Linked DNA regions of Mus musculus: region 2 is linked to region 1. Evidence: chromatin contacts called from public promoter capture Hi-C data. All regions are on one chromosome and are shown on one strand. Each heading gives the region's core, a stretch centred on a gene start, on an enhancer-like site or on the middle of the called end of the contact. The rest is flanking DNA. Distances are from core to core; before and after follow the strand shown. Region 1 overlaps Fbxl5 (F-box and leucine-rich repeat protein 5). Region 2 holds the start of Fgfbp1 (fibroblast growth factor binding protein 1).

The links. Promoter capture Hi-C pulls out the DNA fragments that hold promoters and counts their contacts.
Region 2: a contact with region 1 is called in a promoter capture Hi-C map of pre-B cells, with 2.8 times the contacts expected there. The contact joins the promoter of Fgfbp1 here to the enhancer-like site in region 1. A contact is called at or near these places in 2 of 39 promoter capture datasets (the C10 cell line and pre-B cells), 1 of 115 datasets of contacts at active chromatin or transcription factors (large pre-B cells) and 1 of 9 other capture datasets (liver).

The regions. Positions count from the first base shown.
Region 1 is chr5:43,740,839-43,747,822 of GRCm38.p6, forward strand. Fbxl5 (F-box and leucine-rich repeat protein 5) reads right to left here. Exons shown (of 11, transcript NM_001159963.1): 11 at 3,780-4,537. The coding sequence ends at 4,461. Cc2d2a (coiled-coil and C2 domain containing 2A) reads left to right here. Exons shown (of 38, transcript NM_001359906.1): 38 at 1-134. The coding sequence ends at 16. Among named protein-coding and RNA genes, the nearest start is that of Fbxl5, 38 kb to the right of the region's middle. Within about 2 kb of position 4,538, at least 2 of the 459 cell types and tissues checked have an H3K27ac peak or open chromatin away from gene starts, as enhancers often do.
Region 2 is chr5:43,978,200-43,985,183 of GRCm38.p6, forward strand. It overlaps Fgfbp1 (fibroblast growth factor binding protein 1), which reads right to left and starts at 3,600. Exons shown (of 2, transcript NM_008009.4): 1 at 3,514-3,600; 2 at 659-1,769. The coding sequence starts at 1,749. The coding sequence ends at 994.

The sequences.
Region 1 (6,984 bases), core at 3,288-5,787:
TGTACGGAACAGGTAATTTTTCAATGTGTTTTTTATATCACCTAAAGAGTATTGGTATGTACATGTTAAATTATAATGGAATCAAAAGAAAATATATTTTGAAGTTATGGAATAAAATTATCATCTGTATAAAACTGTTTTAGTCTGTCTCCTCGTGACACTACCTGACTATGAGCCTTTGGTGCTTGCTTGTCTCGAGCATACCCTTCACTTCCTTCTGTCCAGCAGAATGACATCTCCAAGACCTAGTACACTAACTCTTTGCAACTTGTCTAGAGGAACAAACAACTCTGCAGCATTGAATTTAGCAAATGCTGGGTTATCTCATAAAATTACAAAAAAACAAGGCAAGCAAGCACTTACACACTGGCACAGCCTTGAAAATAATATAGTGCTAGGATGAACAAAGACTATATTTATATGTCAAAGGGGATTTAAAAAGCAAAACAACTAAGGCATGGCTATGACAGAAAAACCATGTTGCACCTTACACGCTTGCCCCTTGAACCTCAAAGCAAATCTTTCTTCCCTAGTATGAAGTATTTGAAAATAAAATTTTTGAAGAGGCAATTAGGTCCCACTTAGGTGTATGCACCATGAAACACTCCCACCCCACTCCTCCCTGCACATGCAAACACACCCACAGCAGAGTAGGAAGGAATTCTTTTGTCTTTAGGCAGGATCTTCAGGGTCTTCCCCTAACATATCTGATCTATATATACTTTGGAAGGGTCCAAAGCCCTTTCTTCTGTCCTATTAACTTCAGGCCTGCTCCATTTCTTGTGTTCTGAGTTGCTGTGAAGAGTCTGAGTTTGGAGGTACTGGGAGACCCTGCTGTGCAAAGAGACAAGCTGCTAAGAAGGCAGAGAAAGACAAATCACAGGCTACTTGCCTCCTACACTCAAATAAAGGAGAGAGAGAAATGAGGTTTGTTTAATTGTTTTTAAGGACAGACGGTAGATACAGTGGTAAGTGTTTAATTATTTTTAAGTATACATGGGATAACGAAATCCAGGCTTTTGATCACAAATCTAAGAAACAAAGGCACGTAGAGAGAAACCCTATCTCAACAAATAATGAGATATTAATCTCCACAGAAGGGAGAATGAATGAGAAAAATGCATTAAAGGAAATTAGAAAAGGTCTGTGTCAGAGCAGGCAACTGGGTTCTTCTGAATGTGTGCTACACAGGAATTCTGGGATTGTTTAGCCTGGTATGAGAAATTAATAGCCAGAAATAGACTTATAGAGTAAGCAGAAGGTAATTTAATTGCAGTTAAATACAAGGGAAGGATGTTAATTCAAGTTATAAAAAGAGAAAGGGGATATCTATATCTATCTATCTATCTATCTATCTATCTATACCCACAGAGAAATTAATCTCCATAGGAGAATTTAAATTTGCATAGATGAATAAATTTAGGCCTTGATCTTGCTATTAAAAATTAGTCATGTAAGAACAAGGCAGGGATAGTGACGGAGCACTGTCTCAACAGATAATATTTGTTTAGATTGCTTTAATTGCTTTGAATTGTTTTAATTATCAAAATGCATGTGTTTATAAGTCTGATGGTTATACGGTTATGATATTAAAAATCATCTGGGAGAGAGGTCAAAACAGAGCAGGTCTGAAGACAAAGGAGGCTAATTTGAATCAATCAGTACATTTGATAATTTTGGGTTACTGGACCAAGGGCATGCTATTTTGGGAGAGAGGCTCTATATTTGTGTTAATAGGACCCCTTCCAAAGTGATATGGATCAGATATGATAGGTGAAGACCCCTGAAGATCTTGCCTATAGTCAGAAAAGAAGAATTTGAGATTAAACAGGACAGGTAACATGATTTGTTGATTCCTCCACACGGGAACAGCCCTGTAAGGGGCTCAGACACACATAAAAATGTCTCTAGCCAAAACTTCAGCTAAAACTAGACAATAAATCTTGTTAGTTATGGAATCATTAATATTCATCATGCCATCCGTCACATGGCATGACTGAAGATCTGTTACAATTGGATATTGATCAAATTAACCCATAAAAGGATAATTGTCTTTCACCTGCTCAAACAAGGAGCAAATATTCATCCTTAATGACCTTGCACAATCCATACAGTACTAGAATTTTGGTTGTAAGATTCAGAATATACAGTTTTGGCAAGATTCATCCTAGGGACACTAAAATGACCTACTGTTCTAGCTCCCTGCCTCCTGATGCTATTTCCAGAGACTTGCTTCCAGAACAGCTTCAGAAACAACTGCTGATTCCTGACGGACTTGGTCCATCCAGCCTTTCAGAGGGATCCAGTCCAAACTTCAGTCAAGCCCCAAGCATTCTAAGCATACAGAGACTAGATAACAGATGCTAAAACTAGCTTTCTTACGTCTACCAATTTTTCTAATTTTCTTACCCCTCCCCACCCCTTTAAGAAAATTCGTTGCCCCAATTCAGCAGGAAGAAGTTGTGAAGAGTAGCCACTGCCAGGAAAGGAAGAAGATGCAGGTTTGAGAGCTGTAGAAGACAAGAGTATCAATCATGTAAGAGCCAGAAAAGAACAGCCCCAGCCAGCCCCCACCTCCAACTGGGTCTAGGGTAGCAAAGATGGAATATAAATTTAGTAAGTAAGTAATAACTAAGGAGTTTCAGAGTATCAGGAGTATCAATCACAAAATCTCAAGTAAATTGAAACCAAGTATATATTGTCATACCCCTTCCCCTTACATTAAGAATGAAAAACAAGAAAATATATACATTAAAAACTCCCATTACTTACAATTTCAGGAAACCAGCTGTTCAAAATTACTAAAAATAATATCCAACACCACAGGGAAAAAAAAATCTCCTTATAAGCTACACTGTTTCCTGATTACCTAAGGGATAGGCTTTTGTCTTATCTTGATGACCCAAGACCACTGTTAACAGTGTAATTTCAAGTTGATAATGGGAAAGTGAAGTAGACATTTACATGAGACTCATTCCTGGGTAATTTCCAGTTTGTTCTCTAAAATGGTACATGCTACCAACTTTACAAAAAAAAAAAAAGGTTGATTATATACTGTGAGAGATAAAAACACAGTAACTACAGTAGATCTTACAAAAGGTTGAAACTTTTGACTTGACTTTATACTCGATTTCTTTCCAGTCTCACGGAGAATGAGATACTGTTTTTCTACCTGTTCGTACTTACTAGAGGAAGTTAATTTTAGTGTCCAAAAAGACTTGATGACTTCATCACAGAGGTAACAAATGCAAAATCTTAAAATTACCTGCTTTCACATATGCTCAGCCTTATGCCAAAATTTTCGGGTTCAATTTTGTTTTCAAATGATAACAGTAATTCACTCCTCAAACAGAAAATACCTGACAGCACGGTACTACTTCAAAGAGAATGCCAGTAGATACACCAGAGTGTTTAATTCCTGTCAGGTGAAGTACAAAATGCTCCAGAATTCCTCCATGTTCCCATTAGATAATTCCTGCTTTACCTTCAGACACTGAGCAGGCCCACTAGCCTGAGAGGCAGAAGCACTTAAAGCCACAAAGAAGCTGACTCAGGGTTACTTCCTCCTCCCACAGCTTTGAAGGAGAGGAGATAGGGGGCACTATTTTCTCCACATGATAAATATTATAATTAACTTTAAAAGAAAATTTAACTCAGTAATATTTAGTATCTAAAACTGTTAAATGTGTCAGGATCATAATTTCATGGATACCCAAAACACAAAAACATTTGGTAAACTTAGATTGAGATTTAAATAAAATCACAACACAAAAGATATTGCTTGGTAAAGTTCTCAAAGTAGATTTTATTTATACATTTCTTCAAACAATTGTGGAATTTTTAAAAATCCTTCTAGAATTCAACAGTTTAGGGACAGCAGTGGAAGCTGGTGTCTACAGCAAACAACAGACTGCTGCACCAAGAGACCAATTTATCCTATAATCTTAAAGAATCTCGCTTCTAAGTGTGTTTGAATTGGCCCCTCAGAATTGTTCAAATAAAGAAAACGTTAGGGGAAAAGAGATTCCTTTCTAAAATGTTCAGTCTTTGAAAATAAAACTTCAGAAATGTGGATTTGAAAGAATCTGCAAAACTTGGTACAGTGTTTACACATAAGAGAACCAATAACCCCCATTGACTAAAATGCAAATAATCTAGAAAAACTTTAAATAGCATGGTATTAGTGATATTTTTTAAAGCATTTCATTGAAAAGAAACCAGAAAGACTGTTCTCACCCTAACAAAAAATCCTAAACCTTTTCTAAAACAAAAATATATTTTGCAAGGGTAAACAACATTGTACAGTTCACTGCTAAATTAAATTTCTGAGACTGTAAGAAATGGGGCCAAACAAGACACACCCAAAATGGGTTGTTAACACAAGAAATGTGCTATAAGTAAAGTGCATGAAAGGAAGCCTGCTCAGCTAAATGAAGTAGACAAAGGTCAGAAGTCAGGGGTCATTCGCCAGAGCGGCAGCAGGCTCGAAAACCACACTGCAAATTCTGGCATCCACTGGCGGTGTCAGCATGAGGACCTGTATGAAAGCAAACAACACGTGAGGGGAGGAACTTCTTGGAGATCATGCACAAACAGTTCTGCCTATGACTCTGTTTTTAACTTGCACTTCATTGACATCACACAAGTAAAATCTTACAGCACATGCATTAAAAATTCAGACACAAATTGCCAATGGCTGTCTGATTCCACTGAAAATATCCTCCATGGAACAGGAAACATAACAAAATTTCCCAAGAATCTTAAAACCCAAGGAAAAAAGGAGACAATCCACAGAAACAAGACTTCTTTGAGCATTCTTCCTAGAAACATGATTAAGACAAAAAATAAAACCTATCTGAACTGTGTCAGCTAAAGAATACAGCAATGAACAATTAGAATAAATGTCATATTCAAAGTTTAAAACAATGTACTATACAGACACATCCTCAATGAATGTTCCATACTCTGATCATTTGTAGACCTCTGAATAAAAACAAAAGATAGCTTTAGATGAAAATTTGTCCCAAAACTGAATGCAAACAAGTGTTTAATTAAACATCTAAAACATAAAACTGTGATTCACTTACAATAATAAACCACTTATGGAATAATTGGAATTTTACAGCTGTACTATATTACCCAGATACTAGATAAAAGGTCTAGGTTTATTCAGGAACATAACTACAAATTAGAAAAGTAACAAAAATGTCACAAAGTTGGAGAATGTTCTGAGTAGAATGACTTTCCTAAGGAGACACAAGCCTACAGGGCTGTTTCTAGCGTTTCGAAGACTCAATGTAGCTGGTGCACTGAACTAATAAGGAGCAGCTCTTTACACTTCCACCAGGAAACCAGAGCCTGCAAGTGTGATTGATACACAAGAACAAAACAAAATGAGAAGACATGGAGCAGGCATCACTACAGAACGTATCTAATGGACTTAACCTCTCACTGCCCTTCAGTGCTTCCCAGCTTAACTGAGAACCCATTTGCATCCTACTGCTTTATAGGAGCTGCAGTATGTTGCAGAAGGTGACTATGCTAACACCCAGAGTCAGTAATTAGGATACTTGCAACTAAAATTTAGACTACATGTATCACCACAAGTACAACATTTCCTTTTATCCCAAGAGAGCATATATGCAAAAAAAAAAAAAAGAATTTCTTAAGATACAGTCACTGAAATATAATGTTCATATATTTCAGTATATAAATGACAAATTATCTTTAAGAAAAACATTGGATTTTGTTTATGTGTAGAATTGCAATTGATTGTGAAGACTGACATGTCTGGGATTAGCTTCAAATAAGGGCTATGGGCACGACATACAAGACATGAAATAAAAGACTGAGCTCAGACTTCAGGTTGCTGACACAGATAATACATGGTTGTAGGTTTTAAAAGTACCCAATACAACTGGAGTACTACAGGCCAATTTTTATTTAATAAAAAAAATCAAAATCTTCCATTTTAAATTGTTATATGCCAAATATTTAAAATTTATAATGCCATATAAAGCAGCATTTTCTGGATAAAATAGGACATAAAGCTAAAATTTAAAAGATTTATCTTTGTAGTTGTTAGAAATACCTTGGTACAGAATCCTAAACTTCAACATTCTTCTCCCACTGTCAGTCTTTAGCCAAGTTTTCCTTGTACATATTTCCAGCTTCCCTACACACCAATCCTCACCCATCCCTTGCTAATAAGCTTGGCTCCACCCATCACATATTACTGCTTCAACATCAAATACCTGATACCTTTCTGTAATACCCAAGCACTGCCTCACATCATCTCTACCCACCTCTTGAACCTTAATCTAATTAATGCTAAATGTACCTATCATTTATCAGTATATAATTCTATTCTGAGCAACTACTGAAAACATGAAAAATTTGAATTTCCAAATAAAAAGCCATACATGTCTATATTTATACAACACACACACATTTTTGTTTGTCTCTGTTTTAAGAGACAAGATCTTCTGTCTTCCATGCTGGCTGCAAAGGTGCAGGTTCATCTTTGTATCTTAGCTTCCCAAGTAGCTGGACTACACAACTCCATATACCCTGCCTACACACATGCCCTTTATTCTTAGAGACAGAAAGATAAAGAAGGAATATTATACTGAATTACACAGTGGCTTAGGAAAACAGTCAAAGCCAGACACATCAAAGAAAAGTGCACACCTGGTTTTTAAGGGAAAGAGTAAAGGGCTCACTGACACCTCTGGTCAAGGATGCTATTCTCCCACATGACACAAGTCAAAGCACACTGCCCTGTGCATATCTGACTTCTTCCTAGCAAATTTCTGCCTCACTGTTGAAAAAAGGGAGTCAAACAATTATTTTGTATCAGGCTAAATTATAGTAAGAATATAGAAAATTAAAGAGTAAAATGGCATAAGTGTTAAAACAAAGACTCCTTTTTTATATTTAGATGAAAAAAGCTACAAAGAAGTTAATTCTATTTATAAAACGGCA
Region 2 (6,984 bases), core at 2,350-4,849, 240 kb after region 1:
CTCCTGTTACAGCTGTTATCACAGGACAATGCTTACCAGGTCTCTGTCCCCAACAGGCTCTGTAAGGACAGTTCTACATATGCCGGATGGCCATGGGGAGATCAAGGTGTATCCTTAAGCCTGTGTTCTCAGTGGCTGCAACTTCTGAGTCTCAGGGTTAGTGAAATGGTTCAGTGGGTAAAAAGCTTGGTTCATAGGATTTTTTTTACCTCTGGGATTGATGTAAAAATAAAAGCAACTCTCCAAGATGTCATCTAATGCTCACACACACACCATGACCTGCGTGCCCCCTCACACATTATGTCCATTACATACAATAACACTAACAATAATGACAATAACAAAATTAATTTAAAATATTCCTGGTTCTAAGGAATTACTGCCTTCTCTCTAATCACCTGTGACACCTTGAGAAGTCACTATGCCTAGGGCATCCCATCTGAAAAGAGATAATGATAGCTACATTTCACTAAACATCAAATAATACAGGGCAGTGGATACAAACAAAATATAGGTTGGATGGCCGCAGGAGATAATTTTGGATAGGGAAACCCTGAAGTCAACCATGTGTGTCTCATCTACTCAGATCTGGAAGCTTGTTAAACATGAATGAGCCACGTGCTCTTTCAGAATGAGAAGTATCAGAAGGAAACAGTGGTATTTCTGAGAATGCCCAGAACTTTATTATCCTGGTAAATACAGCCAACAATTCCTTGCTTGCATATTATCACATGCATTGATCCACTACTTATATGCACCTAGGTTTGTGGTCCATGGAAGAATACGCTGAGGTAAAGCGTCCCTGAAAAGCATATCCAAGGATGTGGAAAAAAAAAAGCAAATTCTAAAACACAAAAACAAAATTTACAAAATCTGTTTAAATACTTCATTTTGTTCCCATATTAGAAATGTATCTTGTGGGGAACTCGGGAAGTTTCCAGCAGACAGTGGGGCTCTGATACCACATGTCTCAGGCTGCTCCCTCTGACTTCATTAGCATGATGTCGCCTGTAACATGTTGAGGAAGAATGTGCAAATGGAGCTCCAAGATTCCCCACAGAACTCCAGGGCGGTCTTCCTCTGGTTGAGCACATCTGGATCCTCTAGACACTCTGGATCTCTAATGGCCATGGTCTGGGTCGCAGCTGGATTGAGTGTGATGTCTTCTTTGACCCTGTTTGGCTCCGTGGAGACAGCTTCTTGGACCTTGTTGTGCTCCCTTGCGGAGACCTCTGCTTTCTCCTTCCTGGGCTTCGTGTTTCCACGTGCGTTGGGGTTCACCAGCTTGAGGTTAGACTCTGGAAATCTCTTTCTGCACACTCTGGTCTTCAAGACACTCTTGGCGTTCCTGCAGATATTTTTCTGTTTGCGCAGCGTGCGGGCAACCTGTTTCCAGTAGATCTGGTCTTTGTCGTGTTTAAGGCAGTCAGTTGGGTCACCAGCAAAAACACAAGAAAACTCCTGATCGGCTTGTGTGCACTGGACCTTCAGGCTGATGCCCTGCTCCTCCTCAGTCACAGCCCATCTGCATGTGGCTTGGTCTTTGGTGACAAACTTGCCATGCGTCAGAGATTTAGATGTCCTGCTTCTCTGCTTATTCTGGGCCTTCCCTAACGAGGGAGCTGAACCCTCTACCCCCTCCTCCGCTGTGCTGTGTGGTGCGTTCTTGGCTCTCTTTCTGACCTTTTCTGAGAACGCCTGAGTAGCCAGGAGAAGGAAGGAGAGCAGGATGAGGCTGTGGAGTCTCATCACGTCAGCTGGGTGGACACCTGTTTGGCAAAGGGAAGCGAATGAGTGGCAGGGGGAGACTTCAGGCTGCCTCCCTCCACTCCCACAGTCTTGGCCCACATTAAGGACTGCCAAGTGGTCCTGCGTACTCTCATTTCCACTTTAAAGAAAGTTACACCTCCTCTTCTTACCCACTGTCTGAGCTCATGACTCTTCCCCATTCACTCAGCTTCTCACTTTCTCAGCCCTTGATCTACTCATGCAACAAGCTCCAAGTGCCTACAACAAAGCAACATCCTGAAGGTTATTGCCCCATGGAGTGAGAAAGTCCCAGCCAGACCTTAGAGAATTCATAAGATACAATCAGAGAAATTTAAATAGCATCAGCTAGGGACTCTCTCCCTTCTCAGCCCTCCTTTTCATCTTGGAAAAGCCACTCTTTCCTTCTAGAAATTGTTGAATAAAACAGCCACTGGCCCCTTGGCTAGCTCCAGAGAGAGTTGGGTTTCTACCCCATCATCTGCGTGGGTACCAATGACCACCTGTTGGGAAAGGATATAGTAAGAGTCACAGAAGTGTCATGAAAAAGATATGTTGACTCAGGGTTAAACATGCACAGGGTTTGACATACTGGGCTGGGTGTGGCTGTGTGAAGAGAAGGGGAAAGTCATGAGGAAGAGTCCCAGGAAGGCAGGGAGGTGGGGGAGGCCACTGACCTTGATGGGGCCAACTTGAAACAGGGTGGAGAGGGATGAGATCGTATAGACTGCAAGGTGGAAAGTAAGGATCATGACTGAGTTCAATGGCATAATGCCAGGCATACAGGGAGTATTTATTCAATGCCTTTTTTTTTTTTTACATCTATAACAAAAATAAAATGACTTTCAAATTAAATGACATAGTTTCTACCAGGTATAAAGCTACAGATAATGGCAGAGGAGGCACACGTGATTGTTTGCCAACTCCTAGGTGTTAAGCAGTGCCTTAGCATTTGATTCTCACCCCTCTTAATATACACCCTCAGGCAACCTCTGGGACAGCTAGGGCTCAGACAGATAAGCAAGTTTGCCCCTTGATGGGCAAAGACGGTGGTCTGGAAAGGCAGAGTGTGTCTCCCTTTCTGTCAGTCCTTAGTGCTCACTTCTTGCTTTCTGCCTTTATTCTAACTCTTTAGAAAATAGCAAAAAGAAACAACGGGCTGCACAAGATTTGGTATGGTACCAAACACGATCACCAGATGGTTCTTTTAAAAACATTAAATCTATGCTTTTAAAAAAAAATTGAGAACTTTTTGTCTGAAAGGTAGGAAAAACCCAGGAAAGCACCACAATTTCATTTCTGCCCATGTGGAAGTAAGAAAAGGAAAAGGCCCCAAGAGAGTTTAGACTAAAGCGTGGCTGAGACTGGAGGCTGAAAGAGCCAGGGACAGACCTGTTTCTCCTGGCACGGTGACATAGCTTTCATGTTCCCATAATGTGGTCTGGACCCAAGGAGGTCCAGGGGCTAAGAAGTAGATAAAATAACTCTTAAGAGGGGACTGGCAGGAGGGCCCTGAGGATGGAGGCACTTGCCAGGCAGGCATGATGACCTGAGTTCGATGCTCAGAACCCATGTAAAGGTGGAAGTTGGGAATCAGCTTCTTTTTACATGTTATCCTCTGCTGTAGGCATATAAGCCCCCCATCTTTAAAATCATACATACTAATTAATAATAACAATAATGATTTTATGTATGTATTTGTACACACACACACACACACGAAATGTTTAAAAGAGCCAGGCTCACCTTTCTGTGAGTGTGCAGATCCAGGTGTACTGGGGAATGCAGGCTTCCAGTCCTCACGCTGGGGTGCAGGTTGTACTATTTATACAGGAGCTCAAGTGGCTTTTACAACTCACATACTTTATTCACGCTCCTCCCAGCCACACCCCTCAGGGAGAGCCAGTCCTGGAGGGAAGGTACTGGGTGGAATCCAATGGCTGGGGGGGGTTGCATTTGCTGCAAGCCCTCCTCCTTGGAAGCCCTTCCTTTCCCATCCAGCAGCGATCTTTCTGTAAGAACAGAGGAAAGGGCCCATTTCCTCTAGTGCCTTTCCATATTCTCTCCAGCGACTCTTCCCATTTCATAGACAGAGAGATTTGCTCTTAATAGTAAAGGGGTCAGGATTCACAGAGCTGGTGTTTTACACTCAGGACTCCTAATGTCCGTGGTCTGATCTCTTCCCACCTGGCTGGCTTCAGGCAATATTTGGAAAGTGAGTGACTGAAGTTGCTGAAATCTGACTCTGAGTTCCTGGTTGCTGAGAGCCAGCTGGATCTACTGTGTAGGCAGGTGAATCGGTGGGCCCCAGGGGTGGTGGAGAGATAACTCTCCACTATGGAATTTCATTTGAAAATAATTGATTCCAGGTCATCAGAGAGAGTGTTCATAGATCATCGTGTTGCAGGTAGAGTCTCACTCTGGATACATCTAGGTAGGGGATCCTGGCCACAGCAAGCATCGAATTTATTGACAGTCCACACTCTCTAATCTCAGTCTCCAACCCCTACTGTGGCTACTTTGTGCACAGTACAGCGCTTAACAACAGCATCTCCCTGCATGAAGCCCACTGAAGTCTTTCCTGGTGCTGAGCTGTTTAGATTTCCTATTGAGATCTTAAGCTGTTTTCTTGGAAAACAGGCATTTGTATGAGAGTGTGTCCTTTGTGTGCGTGTCCTTTTTGAATTTGGTGTTTCTCATTAGATTGGTAATTTGTCATTGCTTAAATTCTTTATCCAAGAGTTGAAATAACAAATGCACCCTGGCTTTTGGTGACCTGAGTGAAGAGCACAATGAATTTAACTGATGAATTGCTAGTTGCACCACCAGTGAAGGCTGGTGACTGAATACCTTTCTCATCCAGGCTGGTTGGTCAGTGGGAAAGAATATCATATTCAAAGCTGGTTTTAGTCACATGCTTTTCATACATAACTGCTTGTCCTGAGGCCAACAGCAAGTGTTTGAGTGGGTGTGTTTGAGCTCCGAGGTTAGTTTTAGCTAAGAGCAATACTATTAAGCCATCCTAACCATCAACCCACCCACCTCTCTGGAATTGACCTCATGAACAGAAGAAAATGCTGAGTCACTTCACTAAAGCAGTGTCAACCTATTGGTCAGACAAGAACATGGAAGCCTTTCCAAGTGACAGAGGAAACAAGGGTGGGAGTGGGGGATCAGGCTAAACAAACAGTGAGATCCAGTGTGTGTGGTAAACAGGTACTCATGCTGGAACTATGAGAAGAATGTGCATTCCAAGTTTTCAATTCTGAGGTTTCTGACTCCCTGTGTAGCAAATCAAAAGACACCTGCTGCTAAAGTCTCTCTTTTGTAGACCATCCAGAGGCAGTGTTGATACTACAGCTGTGCTGTGGAAGGAGGCAGACTGAGGAGCTCTTCAAAATTCCTTGATTTGCAAGAGAAAGCTTTTCAAACCATTTAGTGTCATCAACTCCTTTTGTTAGGTGTGTTCAATGTTGTCCGATTCTGAATCAATCTAAGAAATAACTCTTAGTGTTAGTTTAAACTAATCAAGAAGAGATTATTAGGGATTTTTGGGGGGGGTAGGTTGTAATACTAGAATGCCAATAATTGACAGTAAGACAATTTAGCTTGTTCTTGTTTAACAGTTATTGCAAACACTATTCTTTCTGAAAAAGCTTTCTGTGGTGGTAAAGGTGGTGGTAGGGGAGGAGGTGCTAGAGATGGCGATGCTAGAGGGTAGTGACGTGGAGGTCGTGGTGGTGGTGGTGGTGATGGCGGTAGTAAGTTAGTAGGGTAGTAGGAGATAATAGTTTTGTTCTTTTATGATCAATGTTCCCTCAAATCAAGCTTTTTGACTATCTTAGAACTTTTTAAAAGTACATTATTTTTAGCAGCAAAGATTCCTTAAAGGAGTCCACATGATTTAATACTTTTTCATAGCCTCTCTCTGCATCTACTTCTATGTGCATGTGCGTGCACGCGCGCGCGCGCGCACACACACACACACACACACACACACACACACACACACACAGACACTGTGTGGCTTGGCATGTGACCATGCTCCTTCAGATATACTCTGAAGATGTTCGGGTGAGAAGCCTAGAAACAACTCTGGAGAGGCCAGTAGGGAAACAGAGCCAAGACACTTCCATGTAGGGGGCTACTTCAGAGAGGACAGGGGAATAAGAATAGCTTGTGAGACCTCCCCTATTCCACTGGATCATTGCTAATTCCTTTATTTGTCTAAAAACCAACTAAAAACTACAGGCTACTGGCTAACAGGAATGTAATCAAGGCTGCTATAGTGTTTGTCCCAAGGAAGTGGTGGACAATAAGGGGGGCTTATCTCAGTTGACAGTGCAGAAGTTAATTGCCAGGTTGGAGGGAAGCCTAGGGTTCTACCCATGGGGACATCTTTCCTATCCAAAGTAGAAAAGAATTGCTCAGGAGCCTGCAGAGACAGCAGTAACTGGGAACTGGGAGTGGGAGCTAGTGTTTCCATATTTATGCAGTACCTATTCTGGGCAAGTTGCAGTATTAGGTACTGAAGGGAATGCCAACACAAGGTTGATTTGACTCCTGTTCTCAAGACCTGGCAGGTTTGCCTGGCTCTTCGATACTGATAGTTTTCATACCACACTCGAAAGCTGTGGGGTCATATGAGCTGAGGCTATGTCATATCCAGTGGTGAGCTTCTGAGACAGCACAATGTCCTCTGAGATGCCTTTTCCATCCAAGAGAAGCCCTACTGGAATTGATGTTTATTACAGCATTTGTAAAGGGTCTATTCAGTTCATTTGTATACCTATTGATTAGTTAGTTAGTTTGTTTGGTTTTTGGTGTTTAAGTTTTAGAGTTCTTTAGATTTACATATTCTGGAATTTAATCCCTTGTGAGATGAATAGCTGGCAAAGTTTTTCTCCTATTCTGTAGGTCATCTCTTCACTGTCTTAATGGTTCCTCTGTTAAATGCTTTGGCAAAGCTATGAAGTCTGTGGAGGATCTGGGCTTCTGTATCAATGAAAGCGCCCAAATCTTAGAGATTATCAGATCAATGGTCAGACAGAACAGTCTGTAGGTGCACTAAGTGTTTTTGCTGTTGTTTTATGAAAGTTGAGGTTCAAATGGGTCCTGTATCCTATGAGTAGGTCGTTGGCTGATGAGCATTTATAGTTCATCAGTCCTTGAGAGTTTGGACTCGCCACTGTTCCTTCTGTTGTTGTGGAGTGATGG